Regions from separate parts of the Mus musculus genome. Here region 1 is linked to region 2. The links are chromatin contacts, called in public HiChIP or PLAC-seq maps. All regions are on one chromosome and are shown on one strand. The core of a region is the stretch at or near the end of the contact, and the rest is flanking DNA. Distances in the headings are between cores, read along the strand shown. Region 1 overlaps Slc27a1 (solute carrier family 27 (fatty acid transporter), member 1). Region 2 overlaps Gm39191 (a long non-coding RNA gene).

The links. HiChIP or PLAC-seq counts read pairs in DNA pulled down with a chosen protein or histone mark.
Region 1: an H3K4me3 HiChIP or PLAC-seq map of bone marrow-derived macrophages shows a contact between it and region 2, with 3 times the contacts expected there. The contact joins two enhancer-like sites. A contact is called at or near these places in 2 of 39 promoter capture datasets (hematopoietic stem and progenitor cells and hippocampal neurons), 1 of 484 Hi-C or Micro-C datasets (B cells), 4 of 115 datasets of contacts at active chromatin or transcription factors (bone marrow-derived macrophages, embryonic limb bud, pancreatic cancer cells and 1 more) and 1 of 9 other capture datasets (adipose tissue).

What each region holds. Positions count from the first base shown.
Region 1 is chr8:71,575,439-71,580,773 of GRCm38.p6, forward strand. It overlaps Slc27a1 (solute carrier family 27 (fatty acid transporter), member 1), which reads left to right. Exons shown (of 12, transcript NM_001357182.1): 2 at 3,966-4,360; 3 at 4,469-4,630; 4 at 4,707-4,776; 5 at 5,172-5,263; 6 at 5,329-5,335. Among named protein-coding and RNA genes, the nearest start is that of Slc27a1, 7.5 kb to the left of the region's middle. Within about 2 kb of position 3,748, at least 85 of the 459 cell types and tissues checked have an H3K27ac peak or open chromatin away from gene starts, as enhancers often do. A contact at or near this core is called in bone marrow-derived macrophages and pancreatic cancer cells, where this site is marked.
Region 2 is chr8:70,679,427-70,684,977 of GRCm38.p6, forward strand. Gm39191 (a long non-coding RNA gene) reads right to left here. Exons shown (of 2, transcript XR_870499.2): 2 at 3,883-5,551. Among named protein-coding and RNA genes, the nearest start is that of Lsm4, 9.0 kb to the left of the region's middle. Within about 2 kb of position 3,450, at least 105 of the 459 cell types and tissues checked have an H3K27ac peak or open chromatin away from gene starts, as enhancers often do. A contact at or near this core is called in bone marrow-derived macrophages and pancreatic cancer cells, where this site is marked.

The sequences.
Region 1 (5,335 bases), core at 2,498-4,997, 900 kb after region 2:
CCTGTGAGCACAGGTGCCCTTGTGTGTGTGCTCTCATGTGAGCACAGGTGCCCTTGTGTGTGTGCTCTCATGTGAGCACAGGTGCCCTTGTGTGTGTGCTCTCATGTGAGCATAGGTGCCCTTGTGTGTGTGCTCCTGTGTGAGCACAGGTGCCCTTGTGTGTGTGCTCTCATGTGAGCACAGGTGCCCTTGTGTGTGTGCTCCTGTGAGCACAGGTGCCCTTGTGTGTGTGCTCTCATGTAAGCACAGGTGCCCTTGTGTGTGTGCTCCTGTGAGCACAGGTGCCCTTGTGTGTGTGCTCCTGTGAGCACAGGTGCCCTTGTGTGTGTGCTCCTGTGTGAGCACAGGTGCCCTTGGGTGTGTGCTCCCTGTGAGCTCATGTGCACTTGTGGAAGTATGAGGACAATCTGTATACCTTTAATCCCATCACTCAGGAGGCAGAGACAGGCCAATTTTTTTTTTTTTTTTTTTTGAGGCAGCCTGGTCTATGTAGCAAGTTCTAGGATAGCTAGCCTCACAGTAAGATAATGTCTGAATTTTTTCCTAGATATAAAGCCTTTTAAACATTGTACTAATATTTTTTGAGGCAAGATTTTTAAGGAGACCCTGTCTCCTGTAGCCTGGGTTAGCCTCACAATTGCTGTATATGTAGCCCAGGCTGGCTTTGAACTCATGATTTTCTGCTTTAATGATAACTAGCTACCTTACTGACGACATTTATCAGTTTCAGGGCCCAAGTCCCTCTCCTAGTGTACCTACCACCTCAAAGTCCTCAGCAGAACCCTTGTGCCGATCTTTACCTTTGATAATCCTCCAAACCCTGGGGCAGCTGTTTTTGAGGGCAGCAGGTTTCCTGGCTGACCTGCCACCCAGGCACTGGAGTCTCCCTTCCCTCTAGGATTATTTGTGGTAGGCACTGCACCAGGAGGGCCAGCCTTGGGCCTCAGGCAATCTTCTAAAATGCTTTTCTGGCTTCTTTGCCCCCTTTTTTTTTTTTTTTAATTCATTTTTAGTTTTTTTTTTTTTTGTTTTTGTTTTTTTTTGTTGTTGTTTTTGTTTTGTTTTTTGAGACAGGTGTTGCCCTGGCTGTCCTGGAACTCACTCTGTAGACCAGGTTGGCCTGGAATTCAGAAATCCCCCTGCCTCTGCCTCCCAGTGCTGGGGTTAAAGACGTGTGCCACCACTGTCTGAATCCTTTTAGTTTTAAATTTATTTTTATAGGCTGGAGAGATGGCTTAGAAGTTAAGAGAGTGCTGGGCAGTGGTGGCGCACGCCTTTAATCACAGCACTCGAGAGGCAGAGGCAGGCGGATTTCTGAATTCCAGGCCAACCTGGTCTACAGAGTAAGTTCCAGGACAGCCAGGGCTACACAGAGAAAACCTGTCTCGAACAACCCCCACACTCCCCACCCCAAATAAAAGTTAAGAGCACTTTCTACTCATCCAAAGGACCAGAGTTCAATCCCCAGTAACCACATGGTAGCTCTTAATTATCTATATTGTGATCTGATGACCTCTTCTGGCATGCAGGTGTACATGCAGATAGGGCGTCCATACATGAAATAAATAAATCTAAAGAATCTTAAAAAAAAAAAAAAAAAGATAGCCGGGCGTGGTGGCGCACGCCTTTAATCCCAGCACTGGGGAGGTAGAGGCAGGTGGATTTCTGAGTTCAAGGCCAGCCTGGTCTACAAAGTGAGTTCCAGGACAGCCAGGGCTATACAGAGAAACCCTGTCTTGAAAAACCAAAAAAAAGAAAAAAGAAAAAAAAAAAAGAAAAAAAAGATTTATTTATGTTATGTATTTTATGTATGTGAGTACACTGTAGTTGTATGGACAGTTATGAGCCTTCATGTGGTTGTTGGGAATTGAATTTAGGACCTCTGCTTGCTCTGGTCGGCCCCACTCGCTCTGGTCAACTGTGCTCACTCAGGCCCAAAGATTTTACTATTATAAATAAGTACACTGTAGCTGATTTCGGATGGACCTGAAGAGGGCGTCAGATCTAATTATGGTTGGTTGTGAGCCACCATATGGTTACTGGGATTTGAACTCAGGACCTTCAGCAGTCAGTGCTCTTATCCACTGAGCCATGGTTGGAGGGAGCAGAGACTGAGTGAGCGGAGTTGACCAGAGTGATCGGGGCCGACTGGAGCAAGCAGAGGTCCTGTATTCAATTCCCAACAACCACATGAAGGCTCACAGCTGTTTATATAGCTACAGTATACTCACATAAATAAACTTAAAAAATTTTTTACTTAATGTTTTAGTTTTTTATTTTAGTTTTCATGTGCATAGAAGGTTTGCCTGCATGTATGTGTGTACCATGTGCATGCCTAGTGCCTGCAGAAGGCAGAGGACGGTTTTGCAAGAGGAACCGCAGCTACATGTGTTTGGGAACTGCCATGTGGTTGCTGGGAATTAAACACAAGTTCTCTCAAAGAGAAGCCAGTGCTCTTACCTGCTGAGCCATCTCTCCAGCCCTGTTTTGTTTTGATTGAGTGCTGTTGCAGAGCAGCTTCTAGTCTCATGCTTCTACTCCCATTGCCTCAGCTTCCTGGATGGTTAGATGACAGGCGCTGGGTGGCCCCCATCTCCTGCTCTTTCCCTCCAGGAAACAGGACAGGATAGGAAGTTGAGTCAGCGGCAGGCCATGGCTTAGAAGGTTGTGAGTGCCAGGGGAGAGATGCCAAGGCAGGGGTAGCACTTCCAGGGCTCGTGGGGTGTTCTCTGAGCATGGAGCAGCTGAACAGACGCTGAGGGAGAGTCTGACTGCTGAGCCTGTGCAAAGGAACTGGGGCAGATGGTTCTGGGTGTGCTGTAGTATGCAGCAATGGGACACAGCTGGGATGGGGATGGCACAAGGCATTTTTTGTCCTAAGTTTCACCCAGGCACACAGGAGATATTAGCTATTTGGGGTAATACAATAGAATCTGGGGCTCAGTTGGTAGATTAGTCTCCTATGTGTCCTGGCTCCATCTCTAGCCACATAAACTAAGTGTAATGGCACATACCCTAGGACCTTTGCGCCAGCTGAGTGGAAGCCACCCACCTCTCCCACAGTCCCCACTGTCAAGAGTTCTTGACTGTTGTCACCCCTCCCATCACCTCTAATTTTGCCCAGTGCTCAGCACTGTGTGGTGCTCTCCCAGAGGGCTGTGATCGGTCTTCAGAGCAGAGTGCAGTTGGGCAGCCTGAGGTGGGTGAGGGAGGACTGGACGAAGGAAGAAAGGAAACTGCTGGGGTTCTGTAGCCTGAGACAGGGTTGCTGTGAGTTCAAGGCTAGCCTGGGCTAGCAAGGAGCTATCAAGTGGGAGGCCAAGGCACTGGCAGGTTTGGTCACCATTCCCAGTGTCCTCTGAAGATGGGGTACAGTACTCAAAGGACAAGAGATGAGGAACAAGGATGAGTTTTGAGACCTTCCTGATAACCACGCCTGTCAATGTTCCAGATGATGAGGCAGGAGGAGTGCAAGCTCTAGGTTAGAGGCCAGTTAGGGAGACCCTGACTCAAAAGTAAGAAGCAGGCTGGTGGCTCAGGGGTGGAGTCCCTGCCTAGAATCCTCCATAGAGGAGCTGAGGTGGTGACTCTCCTGCCTAGAATCCTCAAGTGAGGGGCTGGGGGTCTGGCCCAGGGGTGGAGCCCCTGAGTAGAATTCCCCAGTGAGAGGTTGGGGGTGTGGTAGTAGATTGCCTGCTAAGCATGTATACAACATCACAGAGCACAAAAAAGAATCTGACAATTGAAATTCAGGGCACCAGGCCATTTAGGGACAACTACTTGGTGACTAATCCTCATGTGGTAGACAGGCTGGTGTTGGGGATTCATAGCTTCCTGTCTGGTTGATTAATGCTCCTTGCCTTAAGATATCAGCCATTAAAGGACCCCTTACTGGACCTCTGCTGTCCTGGGGCTCCCGAGGTTACAGGCAGCTCTGGACAGTGGCCCTGACTCTGTCTCTGCAGTGGCCTCTCTGTTCTGATTCGTGTTCGGCTAGAGCTGCGACGACACCGGCGAGCAGGAGACACGATCCCGTGCATCTTCCAGGCTGTGGCCCGGCGACAACCAGAGCGCCTGGCACTGGTGGACGCCAGTAGTGGTATATGCTGGACCTTCGCACAGCTGGACACCTACTCCAATGCTGTAGCCAACCTGTTCCGCCAGCTGGGCTTTGCACCAGGCGATGTGGTGGCTGTGTTCCTGGAGGGCCGGCCGGAGTTCGTGGGACTGTGGCTGGGCCTGGCCAAGGCCGGTGTGGTGGCTGCTCTTCTCAATGTCAACCTGAGGCGGGAGCCCCTGGCCTTCTGCCTGGGCACATCAGCTGCCAAGGCCCTCATTTATGGCGGGGAGATGGCAGCGGGTGAGGCCTGGTGGATACCAGGAGGGTGGGGACCTAGGGACCTCAGGGATAGGGAGATGCTGGCCAGGGGTGCTTCATGACTGTGACCCTGAGCCTCTGTCACCACAGCGGTGGCGGAGGTGAGCGAGCAGCTGGGGAAGAGCCTCCTCAAGTTCTGCTCTGGAGATCTGGGGCCTGAGAGCATCCTGCCTGACACGCAGCTCCTGGACCCCATGCTTGCTGAGGCGCCCACCACACCCCTGGCACAAGCCCCAGGCAAGGGCATGGATGGTAAGTGGAGGGGTCCCTGACATCTATCCCCCGTGTTCTCTGCTCTCCTGGTGCCTGACCCTTGCTTTTTGTGCAGATCGGCTGTTTTACATCTATACTTCTGGGACCACCGGGCTTCCTAAGGCTGCCATTGTGGTGCACAGCAGGTAAGCAGGGCCCTCCCTTCCCCATGGCCTGCCATTGCTGGAACCTGTCCCCCTGTGCCCCATGTTCCCCATGGTCTTTTTCTCCTCCTCCCCTTCTGGCAGAGCGCCACCTAGCTCCTTTTCCACCCCCGACCCTCCCGCCGTGCCCCGCATTGGCTAGCATCTTTGAGGGTTTTACATCCTAAATCCCGTGACCATTCTGCTTTGCCTCTAGTGAGTCATACTTAGTCCTCTCTGGCCCCCAGCTAACCACGCTCTTTTACGCCTTGGAACCTTTCCATTTGCTGCACCCTCAGGCAGCCTTCCCAGAGGGCTCAAGTCCTCTCCAGACCAGAAGACTCTTACCCAGATGTGCCACCGCTAGATCTCTGCCAGTGACTTAGCTCTCCCTGCAGGTACTACCGCATTGCTGCCTTTGGCCACCATTCCTACAGCATGCGTGCCGCCGATGTGCTCTATGACTGCCTGCCACTCTACCACTCTGCAGGTATGTGGGCCCTCAGGGGAGTGGATGGAATCCCTCAGCGACCCTCACCGCTGCCCTCTCTCTAGGGAACAT
Region 2 (5,551 bases), core at 2,200-4,699:
GGCTTCTAGAAGCTTCTGAGCTGAGTGAGGTTTCTGTGTTCTTCCCAGTGAGTTCCAGGAACCCAGCCCTAGCCCCTTGCAGAAGAGAGGAAGCCAGAAGCCAGACCTAGTTCCTGAAGGCTGCCTTCCAGATCCTTCTGAGCCAGGCCCTCAGGGCTGCTGTCCACACCCATCACCTGATCTAAGCTGCTGTCCTGTGGGTGGCTCGCCCTGCAAGGTGACTCACCCAGGTTCAGGGACTGCAGAGGGGCCACCTTTCATGATGGGTGTCTTCCCACAATAGTTAGGTCCCGGTTACCCCTCCTGACTCCTCGCAGGCGCTTAGTAACATACAGTGTAAGGGACACTGGGGTTCCTGGCCACTCACCTTGTGGTCACCAGGACATCTTACAATAGTTGTCCAAATGTGGGAGGACTGGCACCTAGCCAACAGCAGAGCCCTCACCCTACAGCCCTGCCCTTCCCCTAGGGGAAGCCTACCACAGAGAGACCAAATCCACCATTCAGAAAGAAAGGACCAGGGAGGAGACCAGCTGAAGAAGCAGCCAGGGGAGGGGTCAGGCGACTTTCAGGACAAGCTGAGTTTGACCTCGAGGACCCATATGGTGGACTTGGAGAAGGGATTACAAATTGTCCTCTGACCCTCAGGTGCCAGGGAGAGGCATAGAGCACTGACTAGTATGCACCAAGCCCTGGGGTTGACCCTGAGTACTGTAAGTTGAGGGTGTGTTGCAGGGCCAGCCACCTAGTTAGTGTTCCAGGCAGATACAAAGGCCTTGTGGACAGGCACACATGAACTGGAGGAGTGCACCCTGGTAAACAGATGAGGTGATGGGACTCAGCCAGGGAGGAGGAGACTCAGGAGGAAGAGCAAGCACAGCCTCACTAGGGCCTGTCAGTGTGCCAGAGGATGGGAGCCAGAAGTGCATGGTTCACACCTGCTGATGGCTAAGCAGCGGCTCCTCCTCAGCTACCTTTCCTCCACGACTCGTGGAGACCTGACCCCAGGGTCCGTCCTGCCCGTGCTCCAGGCTTGCTCAGCTTTGTGGCTACAGGAGGCATCCTGTTCACTGCCCAGGAACAGAGAGTGGTTGCTGCACACTTTAATGTTGCCATGTCTGAGTACACTGTCACTCTCTTCAGACACCCCAGAAGAGGGCATCGGATCCCATTACAGATGGTTGTGAGCCACCATGTAGTTGTTGGGAGTTGAACTCAGGACCTCTGGAAGAGCAGTCAGTGCTCTTAACCACTGAGCCATCTCACCAGCCCCTAATGTCGCATCTTGAGTGGCATACCCTTTTTATCCCAGCACTGGAGGCAGAGCCAAGCTAGCCTGGTATACACAGTGAGACCCTGTCTCAAGACACAGCACTGCATGCGCATGGGTAACATAGAACTTGATGTGGCCAGTAACCTTTGCCCTCAGCTTTATCAAGAGCCAACAAGGAGCCAAGCACTGGCCAGAAACAGGAGTGTAAGGTCCTGGCTCTTGTTAAGAATTTTTTTTTTTTCAAAATAGACATTTAATGCAATCTTTAGATCAAAGAAAAGTTGATTTTACAGTTTCTGCAGGAGACCACCTGCCAGAATAGAACCAGCAAGCTTGGTTTTGAAGGTCCCAAGCCGTCCTCCTGGCACAGCTTTTCTTGATTATTGATTTGTAGCTGCATTCATTCTTGATGTTCCAGTCAACTCCACTGTTACCATTTAGCTGGCAGGAAGGCTGAGAAGCCCCTGCCCTAAGGGGTTTTTAATCACCAAGGAATTTGACAACCTCCTGAGTTCTTGAACCCACTTGAATATATATAATATATTCAATAAATTATATATATAATATATATATTCACACACAATTGTGTGGGGCTTGTGGACCCCCAAGGCCCCCTATGGTTTTAAAGACTCCAAGTTAAGGAGCCAGTTGTGCTAATAATTTTAGCAATATAATTGCCCTAAGGAAACACTGACACAGGTCAGGTGACAGGGTTGCATTAACTATACTGACATGAGAGAACAATTGTTGAGTTTACCATTTTGATTCTGTGATAAGGCCTAGTTCTCAGAGCCTCCCTGCATTTTCATGTTAAGAACTTTAATTCATTCTGTGAGCTCCTTCGCCTGTTGCAGAGCTTGCTGGGCTTCTCAATGATAAACTTAGAAAAAAAATCCTCCCCTGGGCAAGGGTGTGGCTCCCTCAGCCTACGTGGAGTACTGGGGTTCCCTGCCTAGCACTACACAGCAAAACAAGGCACTTCAGCCTAGCAGTGGGGCCAGACAGGCTTGGAAGCATTAAATAGGTAAAGTGCCTGGACCACTTCAACTTCCACAGTGCCTCAGTTTCCTCTCTGCACCAGCACTTCAGTACGTGCTCAATAAATGATATGCTGATCACCCAAAGGCCAGTCTGGTATGCAGTAAGTGATTAATAAGTGCACACTGCGGGTGAATTGCTGGCCTAGTGTCCAGCAAATGTGCGACACAATGATCATCACTCCTAGGATCAACCTGGTATGCAGCAGGTGCTAAATAAATGTGTGCTGCGAATGAACTATCCATCAGCCTTGTACACAGCATGGACCCAGTAAATACGTGGCATGGCAGTCATCACTGTGACCATTTTGGCATATATAGTGTGGCAGACTCCTAGGGCTAACCTGGTATACAAGGAAGTGCACAGCATGGTGATCACCCCAGGACCAGCCAAGTAGAAAGTAAGCATTAAGTACTCAGTAAATGCATAGACCCATCTAAGAGTGGCATCTTTGGGAACATTCATGCTGTCCAGGCGTTGCTTTTTACAAGCTGTGGGAGTTGGTGAAGACCGACGGGCTGAGCCTCCCTTGGGCAGCACCAGCCTCTGCAAGCTCCCTCCCTCGCCCGCCTGGCCTCACAGCCACCAGGCGGTGACTCACGCCCTCCGTCCCATCCCGCCTTCACTGGATCCAGGCTCCAAAGCAGCCACCCAGCCTGCAGTCGGGAGGGGCCATGGACATACTTCAGAGCTTCGTTCAGCGCCTAAAAATACCCGCGTCCTGCAGATTCTCCACCACGCCCTCCCGGCCCCGCAGCAGCCCTCTGTGAGGGGAACCGTTTCTGATCTCCTTTGCTCCTGGAGACCGCTCTGGGAGACCTCTCCTAGCTGAGGCAGGAGGGTGGGGTGAGTCCCAGGCTCTTACCCTCTGGGTTGCAGCTCCATGTACCTGACCCCTGCCTTCAACCCCCAGTGACCCTGTCTGCCCTCACAGGCTAAGCCACAGATCTTTCTGGAGACCTAAGGGGAGGGGCAGGATGGGGTGGGAGTAAGCTGGGGGACCACAAGGACAGCAAGGTAGCCTAGGCGGCTTCTCCAAATGCACAGGCATGGATTCCTCTGGCAGTCACAACAGCATGTGCAAAGGCCCCGGGGCTAACACAAGCCATGCCTGGGCCCTGGCCTCAGCTGCCACTCAGCAGGTGTCCCATTGGGTCACAGCAGTGCCCTGGCCCCACCTGCTTCTCCCTGAGGGAGGGTGAGTCACCCCAGACAGTACATTTTAGGGAACTGTCCTTCCTGACCCCAGCTTCTTAGCAAGCATAGGGTTTGTTTCATCTCGTTTTGAGTTTACTGGGTGAATTTTATTCTTTGATATGACTTATTTCTGTGTAATTAATGCCTCTTTGTGTTGAAGTCACAGCGCAGTCTATGGGTTATTCCTCCAGAAGCGTCCACTTTGGTTTTTCTTCTTTTCGATTTTTCCAAGATAGGGTTTCCAAGACAGTGTAGCCCTGGCTGTCCTGGAACTCACTCTGTAGACCAGGCTGGCCTCGAATTCAGAGGTCCTCCTGCCTCTGCCTCTCTAATGCTGGGATTAAAGGCGTTTGATATCACCATCCGGCCATTTGGTTCTCAAAAGTGGTTTTAATTTCTCTGTTTATACACTCTGTGTGTGTGTGTGTGTGTGTGTGTAGGTCAGAGGACAATATGTTGGAGTTCCCTCCCTCTACCATGTGGGTACCAGGGGATTAAACTCAGGTTGCCTGGTTTAGTTTGGTTGACAATCTTCTGTAGTTGCTGAGCTATCTCACCCCACCAAGCCTTTCTTTGCTCTATAGTTTCCAGTAAGCTCCAGGGATCTGTCTGTCTCTCCCTCCCCAGTTCTGGGGAGGGGGGACCCGGAATTTATGGATCAAGTTTAGGACCTCATGCTCCAGGCATCCAGGTTGACCTGAAAGTCAAGAGAGATAGCCCTGCCTCCACTTCCTGAGTGCTGGGATTAATAGGTGTGCACCACCCATCTCCTTTCTGTATGCACTGTTGCTTTTGTTGTGTCTACAGATAGTGTCACTCACTGTGTAACCCAAGGTGCTTGGCATCAGCCTGCCAGGTACCATCACCTAGGATGGAAGAATATAAAGAAACCAAGAATCCGGAGGCCCAGAGGCCAGCTGAGGAAAAAAAAGGGGTCCTTTCCGCAATTGGAAGTGCAAAGGCCCTGGGGCAGAAATCAGCTGATATAGGTGGATGGTGGAAAAGGGTGTTAGCTGCAGCTGATGTGGCTGTGGCAACCTGAGGTGTGGGAATGGAGGACAGTGGGAGACAGGGACAAGAAAATGAGGAACAGGTAGGGTCTTAGCCAGCACCAGGGATGGGTCCAAGTGACCATGAGGTTCACCCAGCACAGCTCCCCCACCATGACTATGAGTACATTAGTGCACAGGACATGTTTTGTAAATGTGAAATGAAGGGCTTGTTAGACAGGACAGATGAGAGCAGGGTGGGTGAGTGGGTGAGAGGTCAAGCAGACATGAGAGCTGGATGGGTGGGTGGATGGGTTGATCAAAGGTCAGGCAGATGGTTGTATGTTCGTGCATCCTATTGGCCCCAGTCAAGGTCATTAGAAGCTAAACCACATCTGACATCTTCCTGCTATGACAGGTCAGTGACATAGAGACAGTGGAGGATGCAGCCTGTGCACGTTCTCTGCCCCCATAGCGACCCTGTTTCCCGCAGAGGCTGTGGGGTGGGTGCTGGGCAGGATGCTGAGTGCTGGCCATGCAGAGGCGGGCAGCCGGGTACCAGATACCACTACCTGCCTCTGCCTGTGAGTCAGCATCACCATGGCAACTGGCTCTGCCGGATGCTCCCTGGGCTCAGCATCATCACTGCAGCCCAGCCACCGTCATAGCTGCCTCCCTGGCAGGGGGCACAGATATTTTTAGCAGATTTCAGGCATCACTGGAGACAGGAAATCTAACTTCTGAACAGTGTCCACCTTAGCACTTCAGTCTCCTGGAATAGGTGACATATCTCATGGGTGGGCACTCCTGCAAACCAAGAGTAGCCAGGGATGGGTGACCGCATTACAGGACAGCACAGCTGGGGTTAATGAGCTCAGAGCCCAGGCATTTCCTGGGGAATGCACACTGATGGAGAAACTGAGGCAAGCAGAAACTTATGGGATGATAAATAACCAGTCTCATACCCTGCTGATGAGTCTCTAGGCCCGAAGGATTGCTCCTCCCCTCATGCTCCCCACCCAACTCCAGGCCCCTCATTGAAATCTGTCCCACT